2 separate regions of the Triticum aestivum genome follow, and region 2 is linked to region 1. A link is a contact called in public Hi-C data. All regions are on one chromosome and are shown on one strand. The core of a region is the stretch at or near the end of the contact, and the rest is flanking DNA. Distances in the headings are between cores, read along the strand shown.

Region 1 (4,977 bases), core at 1,107-3,606:
CCTATCTTGCAAGTCTATAGTAACCTATTATGTGTTATGATCCAACAACCCAGAAGTGACAAATAATTGGGATACTTCTCGGTGATGACCGTAGTTTGAAGAGTTCATGTATTCACTATGTGTTAATGCTTTGGTCCGATACTCTATTAAAATGAGGCCTTAATATCCCTTAGTTTCCATTAGGACCCCGCTGCCACGGGAGGGTAGGACAAAAGATGTTATGCAAATTCTTTTCCATAAGCACGTATGACTATATTCGGAATACATGCCTACATTGCATTGATGAACTGGAGCTAGTTCTGTGTCACCCTATGTTATAACTATTACATGAGGAATCACATCTGACATAATTATCCATCACTGATCCAATGCCTACGAGCTTTTCACATATTGTGTTTTGCTTATTTACTTTATCATTGCTGCTGTTACAATTACCACAAAACTGCTACTGTTACTTTTGCCACTGTTACCGTTACTTCCATACTACTTTGCTATTAAATACTTTGCTGCAGATATTAAGTTATCCAGGTGTGGTTGAATTGACAACTCAACTGCTAATACTTGAGAATATTCTTTGGCTCCCCTTGTGTCGAATCAATAAAATTGGGTTGAATACTCTACCCTCGAAAACTGTTGCGATCCCCAATACTTGTGGGTTATCATCGTATAATCAAACCCGCAGATACTTGAGGTGACATTGGAGTATCTAGGTGACATTAGGGTTTTGGTTGATGTGTGTCTTAAGGTGTTATTTTACTACGAACTCTAGGATTGTTTGTGACACTTACAGAAATAGCCCAATGGATTGATTGGAAATGATAACTTTGACTTAGTTTCATACCTTACAATAATATCTTCGTTTGTTCTCCGCTATTAGTGACTTTGGAGTGACTCTTTGTTGCACGTTAAGGGATTGTTATATGATCTAATTATGTTATCATTGTTGAGAGAACTTGCACTAGTGAAAGTATGAACCATAGGCCTTGTTTCCAAGCATTGTCATACCGTTTTCGCACACTTTTACCACTTGCTACCTTACTGTTTTATATTTTCAGATTACAAAAACCTATATCTACCATTCATATTGCACCTGTATCACCATCTCTTCGCCAAACTAGTGCACCTATATAATTTACCATTGCATTGGGTGTGTTGGGGACATAAGAGACTCTTTGTTATTTGGTTGCAGGGTTGTTTGAGAGAGACCATCTTCATCCTATGTCTCTCACGGATTGATAAACTTTAGGTAATCCATGTGAGGGAAATTTGCTACTGTCCTACAAACCACTGCACTTGGAGGCCCAACAACATTTATAAGAAGAAGGTTGCGTAGTAGACATCACCGGCCGCCGCTGCTGGACCCCAGCATGACGTTGAGGTCGATGACAGTCGAGGGGTGCAGGGTGGACGGCGCGATCACGCCAACGTCCGACGACCCCGAAAAATGGGTCTGGCCTTCGTAGTTTGGCGAAGGAAAACCAGGCGATAAAGACGTGGTCCGCGACATCGGCGAGGGACAGTACGGAGGCCTGCGACTGACGAGCCTGTGCTCGCCGGGCCGACGGGCGCTGCAGAGAAACCCGCCGGAGGCAATTCTCGAGCATGAGGAGGGCGTGCGCTTTGTTGAGGATGCCCTCCTTCTCGTCGACCTCGGCCTTGCGCCGCGCAGACTCCAGCGCAGCTCGGTCGACGACGAACTTGGCCGCGGCGTTCTTGCCCTTGACGACCGCCCTCTGGTTCCCCCTCTTCGTTGATTCCACGTCTATCTTTGCGAGCTCCGCCGACTTGAGTTCCGGCCGCGGCTTCTTCGGACCCTTGGCCACCTTCTTCTTCACCTTTGCGGGCGGATCGACGTCCTGGCCGCCGGAATTCGGCGGGACATCGGCCATGGGCGGGGGAGGGTGGTGGGCGGGACGTGGGAGGGTTTAAGGGAAAATGACGCGAAATGGGGCGCCGGGCTGGTGCTTTGTGTCACCGACGGGCGGGTCAGGGAAGGACAAGCGCGCGCGTCCCACCCGTCTGCGCGCATCGTTTCACAAAAAAAGGCTCAAACTTAGACCGAGGATGTGTTGAAAGCGCACATAAAACAAACAAAAGTCTGTTTACGTTTTCGCTGTGTCATCTGATTCATTCATTTTACGTCAAACGGACGCACCGGAAATTGACGAGGTCGACGCAGTGGAGTTGGAGTTGGCCTGAGTAGTGAGTGATCAATCATCAATGCGCCGCAAGTAAAAATTTCCTCTCCTCTGACAACCGCCGTTCTCCAGAGCAGGCCACCCCTTTTCCCTTCACACCGCGGCAGTAAAAAAACGGCCTGGGATTCTACTGCCTGGGATTCTACTCCTGCAAACACTGTGCACAGGGAGACAGCACAAGGAAGCGAAGCTGAGGACGCAGGGCACGATGGCTCCATAGTCAGAGCGTCCAAGGAGGAACAAGAAAAAGCCAGCAGGGAAAGGGAAAGCGGAAGAGGGGCACGCACGCCGCACGCCAAGATAGCGGGGCAGCAGCCATGGACGTAGAGCCACCGACAGCGGCAGCGGCAGCGGCGGCGCTGCCGCAGAAATGCGGTGTCGGCGGGGAGCAGCCATGCCATGGGACCCCGAATCGGCCGCGGGAAGAGCCGCAGGAGGACTCCGCCGCCCCGGCGCCGCTGCGGCGGGAGCTGGCGGCCGCGCGGGCGCGGCGGAGAGCGGGCCGCGCCACGCCCTCGCCGTCCTGGAAGCTCGAGGCGTCGCCACCGCGGCCGGAGAAGCCGCCGGCGGACGCGGCGGCTGCGGGGAGGAGGAGCTCGTCGGGGGCGTCCGCGCGGCAGCTGGGCGCCACCCTGTGGGAGATCCAGGACGTCATCAGGGCCGCGGGCGCCGGCCGCCGGATCCGCAGGCGCGCGCGGAGGGGGCCCGCTGCGTCCCCCCGCCGCGACGGCGACGACAACGACGACGTGGATCGGGTGAGAGCTCTACTACCGCCCCGCCTCTCTGCTTTCCCTGGTCAACGTTGGTGACGTCGCTAGTCAGTTGCTGTCTGCTATTTTTACTAGCCGTCTTTTCCTGCTAACAACTCTATATACATATACTCTACATTGGCATCATGTCATTGTCGCCGAATTTTCAGTGGATCAATATGTTAGAATTTGTTCCTCAATGCACATGCCAGTGCGGCGGATAGAGTAGCTTTTCTGCCAAAGCAACATATCATATGCTGCTGCTTCTTGAGACTTAGCCATTTCGGCGCTAATAGAAAATCCTAGCCGCAATGTGCCCCTTCCTCGACTATTTTCGAGGCAGAGATCAGGTCCTAAAATGCAGTACCAAGCACACCGCGTTGTTCGATTCGATTAGCCTTAGCCTCGCTCCGAGATTTCTACTATTTTGTTCTCCACTTTTGTGGTGTTGGACTGTCAAAATGTCAGGAAGACAAGAAGTAATGTGCAATAAATCCGAAATCCACTGCTGTCACAGTATATACTTGTACCCTCCTTTCAATTGAGGGCGAAGCTCGTACGTAATTTTGGCACATGAATCGGGCATGTCTAGTGTTAATGTGGCCCCTGGCGTTTGTGCATTGGCTGCTTAGTGATAGAATGTCCTGAAATTTACCACCGAGCAGTTGCTGCAACAGAATGGAATTTGGACCACCCTTCTTCTAGGGGAATTTGGAGTACGCTTTACACATAGAACCTGCAACTAAATACTAGTAGTAACAGTATTAGTTTTAAATGCACTGTTACGGAAACAAGTCATCAGCCGTGTATGGTAGAGGTTTTCACAACAACAACAACAACAACAACAACAACAAAACCTTCAGCCCCAAACAAGTTGGGGTAGGCTAGAGGTGAAACCCATAAGATCTCGCAACCAACTCATGGTTCTGGCACATGGATAGCAAGCTTCCACGCACCCATGTTCATGGCTAGTTCTCTGGTGATACTCTAGTCCTTCAGATCTCTCTTTACGGACTCCTCCCATGTCAAGTTCGGTCTACCCCGACCTCTCTTGACATTACTAGTAAGCATGTACGTGCAACGCACGTCTCGACTAATACTATTCGTTTCAAGATTGGTCATAATGAGAATACTTCTTTGAACAATCTGTTTCCAGATTGAAGCCTGAAAGAAACAAAAATAAACCAGATAATTTAATAATATGTTTCCACCTAACCAATTTGAATCATCTCTTTTCTGGAGAAAACAATCTAAATAATCTTTTGTATGGCATGAGCCAAATTTAGACAACATACTTGCTAACATCCCATTTATTTACGAATAAACGAAAGGACATAGCAGTTAATAACCAGTCAATGTGGAGTGCCTATAATATTAGTCTCATGCATTGCGGCTTGCATTGACATGGGCACGGCAAGGACGTCCACACAAGAGATAGCGGCGCCAAGAAGAGCCATCTGTGAAGCTACTCTTCTACTGGAAATCCCACACACTACTCTAAATCTGTGGCATGTGAGCATGATCACCTTCGGTTACAGCGGATACATGATCTGATTGGAACAAAAACTCTCAAGAGCAACCAACATTTAGATGAAGTTCCAAGATAAAGACAAAAAAAATGTAGACCATTCCTCGAAATAGGCTTTGACCCCACTACATTAATATAGTAACCACCCGATACAAGAATGAGTTCCACGCTGGGGCAAACAACACAATCACGCCCAAAAAGGAAAAATAAGAGAAAAACAAGAGAAATAATGCGAGCATCGCCGGATCAACGAAAGCTGCAGTATCTCGCTACCGTTGCGCCCATTCCATCCATGTAAGACAAATGACAGCCGCCCCCCTCAGAAGCAATTCGTTGAACATTTGCGGGGCATCGAACAGACTAACACGAACACTTTCAGATCGATGAGGGTGGAACGGAGCCCAAGAACAGGGTGACAATGCCTTTCACACTATCCATGCCCGCCAATTTTTCCAATAGATGGTAGATAATTACGCAAATAAATCAAGATGCAAAACATTGA
Region 2 (4,977 bases), core at 744-3,243, 830 kb after region 1:
ACAACGTATGTTGTTATGCGGTTTGACCAATAAAGATCTTCGTAGAATATGTAGGAGCCAATATGAGCATCCAGGTTCCTCTATTGGTTATTGACCGGAGATGTGTCTCGGTCATGTCTACATAGTTCTCGAACCCGTAGGGTCCGCACGCTTAACATTCGGTGACGATTTACATTATGAATTTATGTGTTTTGATGTACCGAAGGTTGTTCGGAGTCCCAGATGAGATCAGGGACATGACGAGGAGTCTCGAAATGTTCGAGACATAAAGATCGATATATTGGAAGGCTATATTCGGACATCAGAAAGGTTTTGAGCGGTTCGAGTATTTATCGGAGTACCGGAGAGTTATGAGAATTCGCCGGGGAGTATATGGGCCTTATTGGGCTTTAAGGGAGAGAGAGGGGCTGCCTAGGGCAGGCCGCGCGCCCCCAAGGCCTAGTCCGAATTGTACTAGGGGGAGGGGCGGCACCCCCTCCTTCCTTCTCTTCTCTCTTCCCTTTCCTTCTCTCCTACTCCTACTACTTGGAAGTGGGGGAATCCTACTCCCGGTGGGAGTAGGACTCCCCAGGGCGCGCCATAGTAGAGGGTCGGCCCTCCCCCTCCTCCACTCCTTTATATACGGTGGAGGGGGGCACCCCATAGACACACAAGTTGATCATTGATCTTTTAGCCGTGTGCGGTGCCCCCTCCACCATAATCCACCTCGGTCATATCGTAGCGGTGCTTAGGCGAAGCCCTGCGTCGGTAGCTTCATCAACACCGTCATCACGCCATCGTGCTGACGGAACTGTCCCTCGAAGCTCTACTGGATCGTGAGTTCGTGGGACATCACCGAGCTGAACGTGTGCAGATCGCGGAGGTGCCGTACGTTCGGTACTAGGATCGGTCGATCGTGAAGATGTACGACTACATCAACCGCGTTGTCATAACACTTCCGCTTACGGTCTACGAGGGTACGTGGACAACATTCTCCCCTCTCATTGCTATGCATCACCATGATCTTGCGTGTGCGCGGGATTTTTTTTGAAATTACCACGTTCCCCAACAGGAGGACCTGACCATGGATTTTGTGGAGGGTCTGCTTACATCCGAGGGCTTTGACTCCATCATGGTGGTGGTGGATCGGTTCAACAAGTTCGCTCACTTTGTTCCTTTCCTCCACCCCTTCAATGCGACGCAAGTGGCGCACGCGTTCTAGGATAATGTGGTCAGGCTCCACGGCGTGCCGTCCTCCACCATCTTCGACCGCGACAAAGTCTTCACCAGCAACTTGTGGTGGGAAATGCTCGTCGGCGCCGGCACAAGGTTGCTCTACTCCACCGCCTACCACCCCTAGACGGACGGCCAGAGCGAGCGCGTGAACCAGTGCATTGAGATGTACCTGCGATGCGTGGTGCACAACTCGCTATGCAAATGGCGCCATTGACTGCCATGGCGGAGTTCTGGTACAACTCCACGTTCCACTCCGCGCTCAATTGTACTCCCTTCAAGGCACTGCGTGGCAAGGAGGCCAACCTGGGTGCCATAGGACTTGGTCCGAGACGCCCCCGACTGGAGAGATCTGGATTGGACGACGCGCACCACCCTCATCCGCGCCCAGCTCGAGCGTGCGCAGCGCCGTGTCAAGAAGAACCAGGCCAGGGAGCTTGGCTCGAGCGTGCGAAGCACCGAAATCTCTGGGATCGAAGCTTCCAGGTTAGGGAGCAAATTCTTCTGAAGTTGCAGCCGTAAGTCCGGCAGCCCGTGGTCAGCCGCCCTCGAGCCAAGCTCGCCTTCAAATTCTTCGGGCCGTACATCGTGTTGGAGCGCATCGGACCAATCGAGCACAAGCCGCTCTCGGAGGATATTTGCGACTAAGGGAAACCCTAGAGGAAAAAAACCTATTGCCAATGGCTTGTGCTCGAGCAAGAAAAAAAAAAGAGGCCGGACCCAGGAAAAGCTAGGGAAAAGAAGGAGAACCAAACGCATTGCCGACCCGTTTTCCCCGCACCCTCCCCGCCCTCGCGGGGAAAGCCGCGTCCGTCTAACGCGACCGACCGCGCACCCGGCCACCGTAGCCAGCCAGCACTCTGGTCGCCCGTACGCAATACCGCGTGCTCCACCCAGGCCGGAAGCTTCCGGAGACCGCCCTGCGTGCCGTGACCATCCTCCGCTCCAACCCAACCCAATCTCCTCCCCTCTCCTCCGCACGCCACCCCTCCCCGACTACATATACGCGCTCCCCGTCGATCTATTCCCCACTCCGTCCCACTCCTTCCTCTCGATTCCGATCGGAATCGCAACTAGCCCCGCCGCTTGATTAGCCGGCAGCCGGCCCCGTCCCCATGGCGTCCAAGCGGATCCTCAAGGAGCTCAAGGACCTGCAGAGGGATCCCCCCACCTCCTGCAGCGCCGGTAATTTCTGCCGCCAGATCTACTTATTTATTACCAGCTAGCTCTACTTATTTACCACCACCCCCCGGAAGATCCCTCGGTGACAGATGCATGTGTGATGATTTGTCGTTTTCGTGGGCTCGTTCCTAGATATATGCACCTCGATTAATTAAGAAGATCTACTTATTTGCTAGATATATGCTGCTTTTGGGAATTTCTGTGTAGAACCGGTAGAAATTGCAGTAACCGGCGAGGATCTGAAAGGGAGGGCAAACCGTTGGTGGAGCAAATTTGGTCGCTGGATATCCCATGCTCACGAGCCAATACACTTAGCCTACTGGCACACATAAAATGGTAGTTGTACTGTTCCTGAAGGAAAAACATTGGCAGTGGACCAAACACCTACTGCAAATAGTCACGCTCGCCTACCAATCCACCAACGGTTTGGCAAAAATTCCCATAGCTACCAATAGACACTAAAAATGGTCACGACTGTTCTGATGTAATCTACAGTTTCTTCATTTCTGTCGTATCTGGACTCCCGGTTTAACATAGCAATTTCCCCCTTTTGAGCACGTAATCAGTCATTACATTGTCATTATTACATATTGATGATGGTTGTGCTTGCGTGGATGCTTATGCAAGCAGCATTCCAGAACATCCTAACCTCTGGGGTACCATGACTACGCATGCATGTAGTCAAGCATTCCTGAACTTTGCTGCTAATAATGTGTTGTAACCGTGCCTTTATCGAAAATGTCACACTTGCCTACCAATTTACCAACGGTAAGGCAAAATTGCTTCTAGCTGCTGATAGGCACTAAAAATGGTCAGGGCAGTTTTGATATAATCTACAGTTATTCATTCTTATGCTGTTATGCATCTGGAATCCCTGTTTAAAGTAGTAGTTTCCCCATTTTGAACTAGTAATCACTCACTACATCATTACATGTTGATGGGAAAAAAACACTTGAGGTTATCTGTAGTGAGTAGTTCATGTGTGGATGCGTGGGGTACCCATGAATATGCATGGTCGTAGTTGAGGTTTTCTGTATTGCTGACCATCCTAACCTTGAAAGTTCTTCTGTGGTGGTCTGCTAAGCTTTGCTAGTAATGTGTTGTTACCGTCCTCTTGTTGAAGTATCATTGCTTAGCCCATTGCGTGCAATAGCACTATGGGAATTTATATTGAGGTTCCATTGTGTGACTAAAACATCTGGTTTTCACTGAACAGGCCCTGTGGCGGAAGATATGTTCCACTGGCAGGCGACAATCATGGGTCCATCGGAAAGCCCATATGCTGGTGGTGTATTTTTGGTTACTATTCACTTCCCCCCAGACTACCCATTCAAGCCACCCAAGGTATGCAGTCGAGTGTATGCAACGATCTGAAATTATTCCTAGGATGATACAGGAGTGCCTTTTCAACTCTAGCTTTTTGAGATTTCCCAAAGCCCTGTTAGAAGAAACTTCCTTGCCAACGTCTTGCATTAATTCTCATCAAATTTTTGATTCAAGCTTAATTACTACTGTCAGACTATCAGACAAACTGTAAAGTTGTCTAGCCCAGAGTCAGTTGAATGGTTCATCTATTAGCATGTCCCTTCTATGTTTGTGTGTCAATCACTGGACCTGTATATATCAAAAGCTAGTATTTCACAACTCCTGTCCTTTGTGTGTACAGCGGATGATTCTTGCATGATGCATGTTCTAGTAAAGTTGTGATGATCGAGTTGTGCTTATTGGAAAGATACTCTAGTATGATAATTGAGATGCATGTTACATAACAATGATTACTTCCATGTGGTGGAAAGGTTGACTAGGAGAGGGTTTCATGTTATTTTTCTGTTCCATGCTAGCACATGTAGATAAAATATTTGTGCTATAGCAATGATCTAAGTAGTTGCAACTGCTTTGCCAAATGTCTTTCAACATTTCAGGTAAATCTGAAATGCTTGTCTTGAGCTCCGCATTTCCTCTAGCTAAATTATGATGGAAACAATTTTCCAGGTTGCATTTAAAACAAAGGTTTTCCACCCAAATATCAACAGCAATGGGAGCATCTGTCTTGATATCTTGAAGGAGCAATGGAGCCCTGCATTGACAGTTTCAAAGGTGACACAATTCTTCCTTCTCATGGTTTTCTAACAAACTCGGTGGTGAACGTGATACCTGTCATTGAGCTGGAGTTCCAGCAGTTTTAATTCTTACAGCTTAGCCAAAGCATGTCAAAGTTAAACTATCTGTGCAGTAACCTTGCAGCAGCATTCGTTCTCTAGTTGCCACGTTTATCTGACAAGCCCCTATTTCCAGGTGCTCCTTTCAATCTGCTCTCTACTAACGGACCCAAACCCTGACGACCCGTTGGTTCCGGAGATTGCACACATGTACAAGAGCGACCGTGCAAAGTATGAGTCCACAGCGAGGAGCTGGACCCAGAAGTATGCAATGGGCTGACCCTGGTAGCCGCGGGTGGAGGATGATGTTGGAGCCATCTTCGCTTGTAACACCTAATGTATCTTTGTTCCTGTTCTGCTGCTGCTATATGGGATTGTACTGTCCACCTGACTGAATTCAAGTGTCATATTGTGAAGTGATGGC

The links. A called contact is a pair of places that touch in the nucleus more often than the background predicts.
Region 2: a Hi-C map of leaf shows a contact between it and region 1, with 5 times the contacts expected there. The contact joins the promoter of LOC123163058 here to the promoter of LOC123159531 in region 1. A contact is called at or near these places in 2 of 5 Hi-C or Micro-C datasets (both in leaf).

What each region holds. Positions count from the first base shown.
Region 1 is chr7B:449,303,420-449,308,396 of IWGSC CS RefSeq v2.1, forward strand. It overlaps LOC123159531, which reads left to right and starts at 2,357. Exons shown (of 3, transcript XM_044577364.1): 1 at 2,357-2,953. The coding sequence starts at 2,516.
Region 2 is chr7B:450,128,808-450,133,784 of IWGSC CS RefSeq v2.1, forward strand. It overlaps LOC123163058 (ubiquitin-conjugating enzyme E2 28), which reads left to right and starts at 1,994. Exons shown (of 4, transcript XM_044580821.1): 1 at 1,994-2,397; 2 at 3,611-3,738; 3 at 4,387-4,491; 4 at 4,690-4,977. The coding sequence starts at 2,328. The coding sequence ends at 4,833.